2 separate regions of the Gossypium hirsutum genome follow, and region 2 is linked to region 1. The links are chromatin contacts, called in public Hi-C maps. All regions are on one chromosome and are shown on one strand. Each heading gives the region's core, a stretch centred on a gene start, on an enhancer-like site or on the middle of the called end of the contact. The rest is flanking DNA. Distances are from core to core; before and after follow the strand shown. Region 1 holds the start of LOC107960277 (DNA-directed RNA polymerases II, IV and V subunit 12). Region 2 holds the start of LOC121230862 (cullin-4).

What was found. A called contact is a pair of places that touch in the nucleus more often than the background predicts.
Region 2: a Hi-C map of leaf shows a contact between it and region 1, with 1.7 times the contacts expected there. The contact joins the promoter of LOC121230862 here to the promoter of LOC107960277 in region 1. A contact is called at or near these places in 2 of 34 Hi-C or Micro-C datasets (both in leaf).

The regions. Positions count from the first base shown.
Region 1 is chrA06:126,875,024-126,879,658 of Gossypium_hirsutum_v2.1, forward strand. LOC107960277 (DNA-directed RNA polymerases II, IV and V subunit 12) reads left to right here and starts at 1,887. Exons shown (of 4, transcript XM_016896587.2): 1 at 1,887-2,105; 2 at 2,948-3,021; 3 at 3,115-3,207; 4 at 4,113-4,387. The coding sequence starts at 2,982. The coding sequence ends at 4,135.
Region 2 is chrA06:127,030,921-127,035,773 of Gossypium_hirsutum_v2.1, forward strand. It overlaps LOC121230862 (cullin-4), which reads right to left and starts at 2,576. Exons shown (of 17, transcript XM_041116368.1): 1 at 2,192-2,576; 2 at 1,015-1,130; 3 at 568-914. The coding sequence starts at 2,420.

The sequences.
Region 1 (4,635 bases), core at 637-3,136:
AAACAAACTTCAAAACCTTTACACAAATAAAAACCTAATTAAAATAAATTTAAAACGAATGGAGGTAATGCATAAATTTTTGAAATTGGGCTGAGGACTAACGCATAATGCGCATAAATGCCAAAGGACTAAAGCGGGAAATAATTCTGGTCCCAAAACGCAGGGCTTAAGAACGGGCCGAATTGGTGAAATATCTTAATTCCAGGTGCCATTTAAAAACAAATAGAGTATGAATAAAGGCTAGATTTAGAATTAGTGCGAAGGAGAAGGGCCACGCGCATAAATTCCCCAATTTAAGCAAAGGCACGAGGATCCGGCCTGCTAAGCGGGTTAGCGCGCGGGTCTTACCTTCTTGAAACGGCGCCATTTTTGACATAGCCCTTAAACCCCCATTTCCATTAATTTCTCTTCCGAAATAGAGCCAATCTTTTAGCCCTCCCTTCTCTTAAACACAACAGAACCCTTAACCCTTTCCATTAGGGTTTGGTTCAGCACACAGCCGCCGAACCACTACCTATACGATGGCCGACAATGAGCAAATGGCATCTAGATCTCGCCCACAGAAGCCACGCCCATGGAGATTAGGTAGGCCTATTCCTTTCCGTCTTCTCTTTTCTAAAAAAGGGGTTAAAATCCTATGTTATTTTGTTTTTAAAAAAAGGGAGCAAAATGAAATTCAAAAGAGGAAGAAACGAAAACACAACACCATTTGATCCTAGCCCAAATCATTGTACTTTTGAGATATATGGGCTCTCATCGGCGCAGTTCCAGGTATTCTCCTCTTTTTTATGCTAAAGTTGCAAGCAAATAAATAAATAAATAAATAAATAATAAAATAGAATCTGGAATCACCTTAAAAAAATTGATTTTGGATTGCTCTTTTCTTTTTTACAATATGCGTGTATATTCCCTTGCTATTTTATTCATTAAAAGAAACAAGAAAAGACCCCCCGTTATAATCCAAGTCCCAATGGCTTTATACAAAAAACTTTGTTCCTATTCTTTTGCTTGCTGTTTTGCTGTGCTATTTTTTGTCTTTTTTTTACAGGTACGGAGGCCAGTTGGCGCGGTGGTACGTGGTGCTCGGTGTGGGGTGGTGCGTGAAGGCCGTACGGAGGAGCGCTGGAGGCTGTACGAGGGTTGGCTGCGGCGCATCTAAAAAACCTAGGGTTTCTATTTGCTAAGGAATTTTTGGCCGTTTGGGCCTTGGGCGTTTGGGTCTAGGTTTGGGCTAGGGTATTAATTTGGGCTTTGGACTAGTTATTGGGCCAAAGTCTGTAAATAGACATTTAATGGGCTGTTAACATTTATATTTGATTTTAATTCATTTTGTATTTTGGTTCTTCCTTGGGCCCGGGCAAATTGGCCTGTTTACAACATAAATTTCACTTCTATTAAAAATATATAAAAACGTTAATTGCACTTAACATCCCCAAACTATGATTTTCATTTAAATTTGGTCCTCAAACTTCAAAACATTCTATAATACCCTCCAACTATCAATGTTATATCAATTAGGTCCTTTTTATTATTAAAACCGTTAGTTTACTCTCAAATCTTACATGACATAATTTAAAATGAAAAATTTAAAGACAAGTAAAACATTCCTGCATAACGTTTAAAAGTGAAAATTAAAAACAGAGTAAAACTAAAAAAAAAGAGTGAACGATAAAACTTTTGTAAAAGTTTCAAAAATCTCAAAGTAAATGGTTTTACAATATTCATTTTTCTTAAAATTTTTCATTTTAAGTTATGTCACATTAGATCCGACATCTCATTTAACAGTTAAACTAATAATTTTAGTAATAGATGGACCATATCGATATAACATCGATAATTTAGGGATATAATTGAAATATTTTAAAGTTTAGAGACTAGTTTAGAAGGAAGGTTATAGTTTGAGTTGCATGGGGAAATTAACTCTATAAAAAATGTTTTCTTAAATTTCCTTTAAAAGCCCAACTCTCAACTCGCTTTAGACATCCACGCCGCCAAACAAAGCCTTCTCCTCTCCTCCTCCTCCTCCCCTCCTTCCTTTGCTGTTCCTAAAGTTTCGTTCTCTTTTAGCTGCCTGAACGTCCTATTTTTTCCCTCTCTCGTGACTCGTAAGTTCTTTTAATACCCAGCGTCAATTTACTGCTCTTCATCTTCTTTCTCTTCTTGGAATATGATTACTGAATTGAATTTATTTTTTTTAAATTAAGGTTTAGGGTTATTTCTGTTGAATCAATTGCTCTTTTGAACGAATTATGTTAATGAATGTAGTGTTTACAATACATTAGTAAAAATAAAGAAATTGGGGTGATTGGGCACCCAAAGTTTTGGAATCGTACGATAGAATTAGGGACTTACCTGATATTATTTGGTAGAGTTTTGTTGGATGAGTTTTCCGGTAATGAAGAGTGTTGAGGGGATGCCGAATCCTTTAGAGAAGTTTGTGAAAGCGTCGTCCGTTTGGAGCTGACCGAGCCGACTGATCCATTTCATTGGTATTTTCCCTGGGTCGAGCTGAGGTATTGTCTCTCAACTCTATGGAGAGCCCGAGGTTTTGCCATTGGTAAGTGACTGTGGACCATGCATGGTCCATTCCAACGAGGCGTTCCCTCTCTCTATAGAGTTGGAAGACGACTCTGGCCTTGACTCCATGAAAATTCTGAGCTGTTGAGGGGTCTCCAAAAGGAATCGATCTCTCCTAAATGAAGTGCATAAAATTAGATTATGGAACCTGTGTAGGGTAAATTATAGGAAACAATCATCGTTTACACTGAACCTTCCTCTTTGTTTGCTCTGAAACATTCATCTAATAGTTGTACTTGACATATAGTAGGACATGGATATCAATGTATGTTTCTCCAACTATATTTGAGAACATTAAAACAAAAAAAGTTTTGGGGTATTTGTTCATTTAAATTTGACTTGTGTGAAAACCTCTTTGACCTTTGAGCAGGTTCATCAGGAAAAACTTGTTCGAGTGAGCATCAATGGATCCACAACCTGAACCTGTTACCTATATCTGTGGAGGTTAGTATTATATAGCCTCTTCGCTCTTAAATAAACCCTGAGTTTTGGGAAAGTCTTTTGATTTTTTGTTCTTTTTGGGGTGATGTTATAAAGACTGTGGGCAAGAGAACACATTGAAGCATGGAGATGTGATACAATGCCGGGAATGTGGTTATCGCATTCTTTACAAGAAGCGAACCCGAAGAAGTAATGTTCCTTTCTCACTACTTTTGTCCTTTTCCTTAATTTTACTATTTTTTATAGTAATATTTGTAATGATTTATTGTATTTCATTGCTTATTTGTGTCATTATCAAGAATGAATTTAGGATATATTTTAAAAGTTCTTTTTTTCAAGGATCAGGAACAGAATAGAACCATAGTCGGCACTAAATTTAACTTAGGTGAAACAAAATGTGATATGAGATTATTGTTCCGATATTTGACAGTGTTGAACCGAATGCAACTTTTTTCCGGTAATTATGAACTAGATTCAAATAACTTAAAATTTTAGGATCACTCCTCTTATATTAATCCAAAATCTCTCATCCTGAAATTAAACAAATTGAGAGACATCAAGATTGCATGTCAAAGACAATCACATTATGGTCTTCATTCTCTTTTTCCTTTGCTTTTTATACTTTGTGAGAACACACCATTATCAGATATTCAACCGGGACAATATCAAGTATCAACCTTCATCAATCTACATTGATTGTCCATTAGAACTTAATGATTCTCCTCTTTGCTATTGTGAACTTACAGTATCCCAGAGACCTACCAAACATAAAACTTTTGATGCATATTAGACCATACACAAGTTTTCTTTTTTGGCGTGCTTGTGCGTGTATCCGTTTAATGTTTGGGTATTTTTTATTAAGTTTCTTGTTAATGCTCGGGATGTGTTCTTTGTTGCCTAATGTTTAGCAATAGGCCCTCAAGTGTGATGTTTCAATTCTACAATTTTATTCTAGCTAAAAGCAGATCTATAGCTTTGTTTAACCTGCGAAACGAATTTCCTCATGGTCCTTTTCACATCTCGAAGAGAGATAAACTTGCTATTTCTTTCATTATTTTGACAATTAATGTTGTAAAACCTTGTGTTTTCTGCAGTTGTTCAGTATGAAGCTCGCTGAAAGTGGTGTTTGGAGAAGGGGAGGGTATGAGCAAACAATCTCTTAGTCAGTAGTTATGTGTTTTGTATATGGTTGATTATATTAAGTGTGGATAGTGAGGATTTGAACACTTAAGTTCTGTCCATGGATGCTTTGCCTAGCAACCTAAGTGATGTCTATTGATTTAGAACATCAAAAACAAGTTCATACGTTTAAAGAACTGTGTATGTTATGTTTCTTATTGTGACTGCTTTTAAGTGATTTCTGGTTCAATGGTGAACTTTTAAATCTTTAATTATATATTTTTAAGTTTTGGATTTGATGTTTGGTTGATAGAAATATGTGAATGGTATAAAGGTTGTTAAATCATCTTTTGTGGGTGAAATGTGCTGTTCTTGGTAAAATTTGGCACGGTCTTTTTCTCTTGAGATGTAAAAGTTTAAAATCTGGTATTAGTCCTTGTATTGTTATGTTTAAGTCACAAATTTAGTTTTTATATTTTAATTTGGTCATTTTTAGTT
Region 2 (4,853 bases), core at 1,326-3,825, 160 kb after region 1:
ATGAGTCAGAAAGAACAAAAAGAATAATAGACAAGTAGGCTAGAATTAAATTGATGTTAATTATCCCTTAAAGAAACTTTTTTCTTCAACAGAAACCATGCTACCACAATGACACTAGAACAAGAATGTATAAGTCAATTCAAGTTGACCAATACTCATCATGTTGCAGTTTGCCTCTTTTAACTTTTACCTCTCCACTTGTACTTGCGCACAGGAAATTCAACACAGCATCAAGTTGGTTGGTCTGAAGTCCTCGAAAATAAGTTAACCATAGTATATATTTATATATACTTTCATCCAGTAGTATTGTTAGTTATGTACTATCACCAAAGCCAACACGATAGCAACCAACAGTATAGCTTTTTTCCAATTTATTATACCTATTCATCAATTACATGAAGAGAAGCATAGTTTCATCCATAACTATCACAATACTCAATGATACACAATCCATTACAGTATTCATCTAAAACTATTATGCATATTTTGCATAGGTTATATTTCGGAACCAAAAAACCTAGAATAAAAAGATTTTGTATATTTCAACTTAAAATTCATAAGAATTACCTCTCACTCTCAATCATTCTTAAAAGGCCAGTAACAGTTTTGTGCTCAACTTCAGGAGCTAGAGAAAGATGTTTTCGGAAGAGTTGCAAGCCCATGTCCCATAATGAACGTACATTTGGGGTTTGCTTAACATATGTTCTGTCAAGATACAAGGCTATACTACGAATCATCAACATTTGATCACAAAGATCTTGCCAACATTTCTCAACGAGTGATAAGAAAACAACCAGATCTGGGCTTTGCCCTACCAAAGATCTTAGTGCAGCAGATATATGTTCTTCACACTCTTTTTCAATTCGCTGATAAAGGCTTCCTCCCAACTTGTGTAGGCAAAGATTATTGACATCCTAAAGGAAGCATGATCGATTACCAAGACATAATATCGATCAAATTACAAATGGCTTTCATAATCAAAATAGAGAGAATCAAGAAATAACAGAGGTTTACCTGATAAAGCTTCTCCAAGTCACAAGAATCTGGTTGCTTCAAAAAGATAGCATTAATGGCTGACTTCAACTTTGCCCAAGTCTCCTCCTCAAAATTTGTAGGCATTGTCGGTTTTGCTACACAGAAACAACAAAAGTCAGAAACCTTTCTGAATACATGTTCTACACATTTTGCATTTTAATAATGCTCTTCTAGCTTTCTACCATTAGTTCATGCAAACAACATAGTTTTAGAGATATAATATGATTCAGAAATACAAAAAATAAACCAAAAAAACTTAGTTCAACACAAGCAAATAACCTTACTGATAACAGGTTGAATCACCTGCTAACTAAAACTATAGCTGTTTAGAAAGACTAAGTAGCTGCTTGTACTCATGCAAGCACACATCATAGATGCAGAGGAGAATCCAAGGGCAGGCAGTGGCCTTGCCACCCCCCCCCCCCAAAAAAAATTTTTTTTTTAGTATTTGAATTACATTTTCTTTGATAAATTAACAGAAAATGTCAATAAAAAAAGCAAAAGAGTGTAGGTTGAGAGCTTTTAATGTAAAGTTGCATTAGCAGACCTACAACACAAAGGCAAGAAAACGAAGAATGTACCGAAACCATGTAAACAAACGAGAAACTTAGGACCCTCAATTTGTTTAGTATAAATAGTGTTCCTCTTAAAAACCGATATCAATTTCGAATTATCATAAAATGATTGTAAGTAATGCCCAGATTACACTGAAAAAGGTAACACTTCTTAGGATCAGCTAACAGTTCTCTATAGAAACTTTTATTTAAAACTATATAGGAAGTCATGGAAAGTACTTGGTTTCATTTAAACGGTTTAAATAGAACAATCCATAAAAAAATATTAAATAATTCAGTGCCTATTAAGTATTAATTAGTGTTAGCCCAGTAAAACAGTGAAAAACGAACTATACAAATAAATTAACCAGTGAAAAGATCCTATAATCAATCAAAACTCCAAGTTTCTGAATTTCATCACCTTTAATCCCTAATTCGTCATTCCATAAACGACCCAACAACCAAAACCACTCAGTTTCTAAGATCAAACACTCAAATGAACTAGAACAAGCAATTTAATAAATGCCCAGAAAATAAATTTCACGAAGACAAAAAAATAATGAGATCGAGACCAATAAAAATTATATAAAGAAAAAAAAAACCTTTAACGAATTTGATGACGAGCTTTTTGGCGGGTAGAGGCGGGGTTGCTTTTTTACGAGAGAGATTAGCGGTGGCGGGAGAACGAGGAACACCGGACTTAGAATCATCGCCGAGGGACATAGATGAAGGGTCAAAAACGACGTCGTTACCGTCTTGATGGTGGTGATGAAGGCCGTTTTTGTTTGGGTCTATAGAACCAGCCACCGCTTGGGACTTTGCTTTCGTCATTGATGATTTGCAGATGAAAAAGAAGAAGAAGAAGCAGCAATGGCGTTTTGGGGGTTAGCGATTAGCGTTGCTTAAGAGAGCGTTTTGTGAAAGGAGATTGAAAGACATGAAAGTGATGATCAAAGAGATCGTCGTAAGAATATTTTCAGCTTCATTTACTTATTTATTTTCCTTTACCTTGATTTCTCTTACGGTGCCATTTAGGAAAAATAATTTTAATTATGCTATTAATCCTTGTAATTTACAAAAATTGTATTTAGAATGATCCTGGATTAAATCTACAATTGTACAGCATAATATAAGACTCGTATTGAATTTAACCAAATAAATTCAATTACTACTATTTGAGTTAGGACTAATGTTTCAAATTTTGAAAAGTATAGGGACTGAAATTGATCAAATTAAAGTATAAAAATTAAATCCATAACTTTCACAAGATATAGTAGTTAATAGCATAATTTAACAAAAGAATTACTTTAAAACCCGTAATCAGTCCAACCATCAATTCAACAATAATTAAATAAAAAATAGAAATACATAAAAATATTTTTTAAAAATTATAAAATGGTTCAACCATCATTTTTTTTCTCGATTTCTAAATTTTTTTTACCAATCCCAAACAATTTGCTCAAGTGTTAATTCAATCCCTTTACTCAAATTAATATATAGGTTGATTTCCCGTTCAACTGAACATTTCGATTCAACTCCAACAACATTGAAAAAAAAAGTATTTTCTTTCGAAAAGTGTTAAATATGTAAATTTTGACCCTAATATGAATTTCAATGTATTAATTTAGATTCAAACTTGATCTAATTTTATTTTATTATATAAAAATAATAATTTAAACTTGAATTGAATTAAACCTGAAAATTCATAACTAAAACAAGGTAAACTCAAATGACGAGAGCTCAAAACAATACAAATACAAAAAAAAAAATCGCACTCAAAATAAATTTTTATTGTATTGGAATTTATTATATAAATTTATATTTTAAATAAATAATATGAATACAACTTAAAATATACAATAAATACGACTTAAAAACAACGATGGCGGTGAAATTAGGTATTGTAGCGATACTGTAGTGTGAAACAAAAAGAAAGTTAAATGCATCGCATCCAAAATTACCCTTAGTGGTTGATGTATAAGTGTATGAGTATGATATGTGGTTAGTTTTTACTATTAGTCCATTTAATATGTCTAAATTATATATTTAGTCCTTACATTTTAATTTGGTCATTTTTAATTCTTATGTTTTTTTAATTTTAAAATTTTAGTTTTTACCAAATAATACTTGTTATATTCATTAAACATTGTTGAGTGTTTTTGTGTCTGTCCTCTTTACGAAAGCCAATTTTCTATTTATATGGCATGGTTCCATGATTTGATATACTAGGATTAGATAGCCCCATGTAGGTCAACATGTATTTTAATACAGGGTCAATATGTGTATACTACTATAGAGTCACTTTGTATCTCTTCTTCAACCAGATAGGGGAGAAATGGTTATAGTATTCACCTCTACCTGATTCTTAAGCTGACTCGGTTCCCATACCAACCCATAACCTGAACAGCATGTCCAGCTCACTAATATATAGTTTGCCACCATACAGTTTGCCTGCATGGGTTTGTAGCACCATGTAGGCCACCTCCTACTTAGGAAACATGTGTTGACCTGCATGGGAATCTACTTAATCCTAGTACATCAAATCACGGAACCAAGCTATATAAATAAGAAATTGGCTTCCATTATGAGGATATATACATAAATATTTAACAAATTTTATTTTTTTAAAATTTTATGCAAAAAGTATATCATCACTATTTTCACATCTAGTCACAAAAAAGCCAATTAATGGAATTAATAGTTGTTATTTGTGTCAAAATTAAAATTTCGAAAAATATTGGGATAAGAATGATTAATTTGGAGAACATTTACTAAATCTAAAACTTATACATAATATAGTATTAATACCATAATTTAACCAAGCAAACCTAATTTTTATCGTTCAAGTTAGGACCAAAAATTTAAAATTTGAAAAGCACTCAGACTAAAAGCAGTGGCGGAACAGGGGGGCTGGGAATGAAAAAATTTCCATATGGCCCCTTTAAAATTTTTAAAATTTTAAATTAGTAAAGGTAAAATTACACTTTGGTCCCCCTAAAAATATAAAAATTTGATTTAGTCATTTAAAAATTATAAAGATATAGTCTATTAAAATAGTGAAATTTTATTTTTTCTATCGTAAAAATTATAATTTAATTTCAGCCCTCCTTAAAAATTTTCTAATTTCGCTCCTGACTAAAAGTCACCAAATTCAACCTATAATATATTAAGTCTGACTTGATCCAATCTCAATTTTTTTTTCTTTATTAAAAAAAGTTAAACTTAAGGAAAAGATTTTGAAAAAAAAAATCATCTTTTTTATTG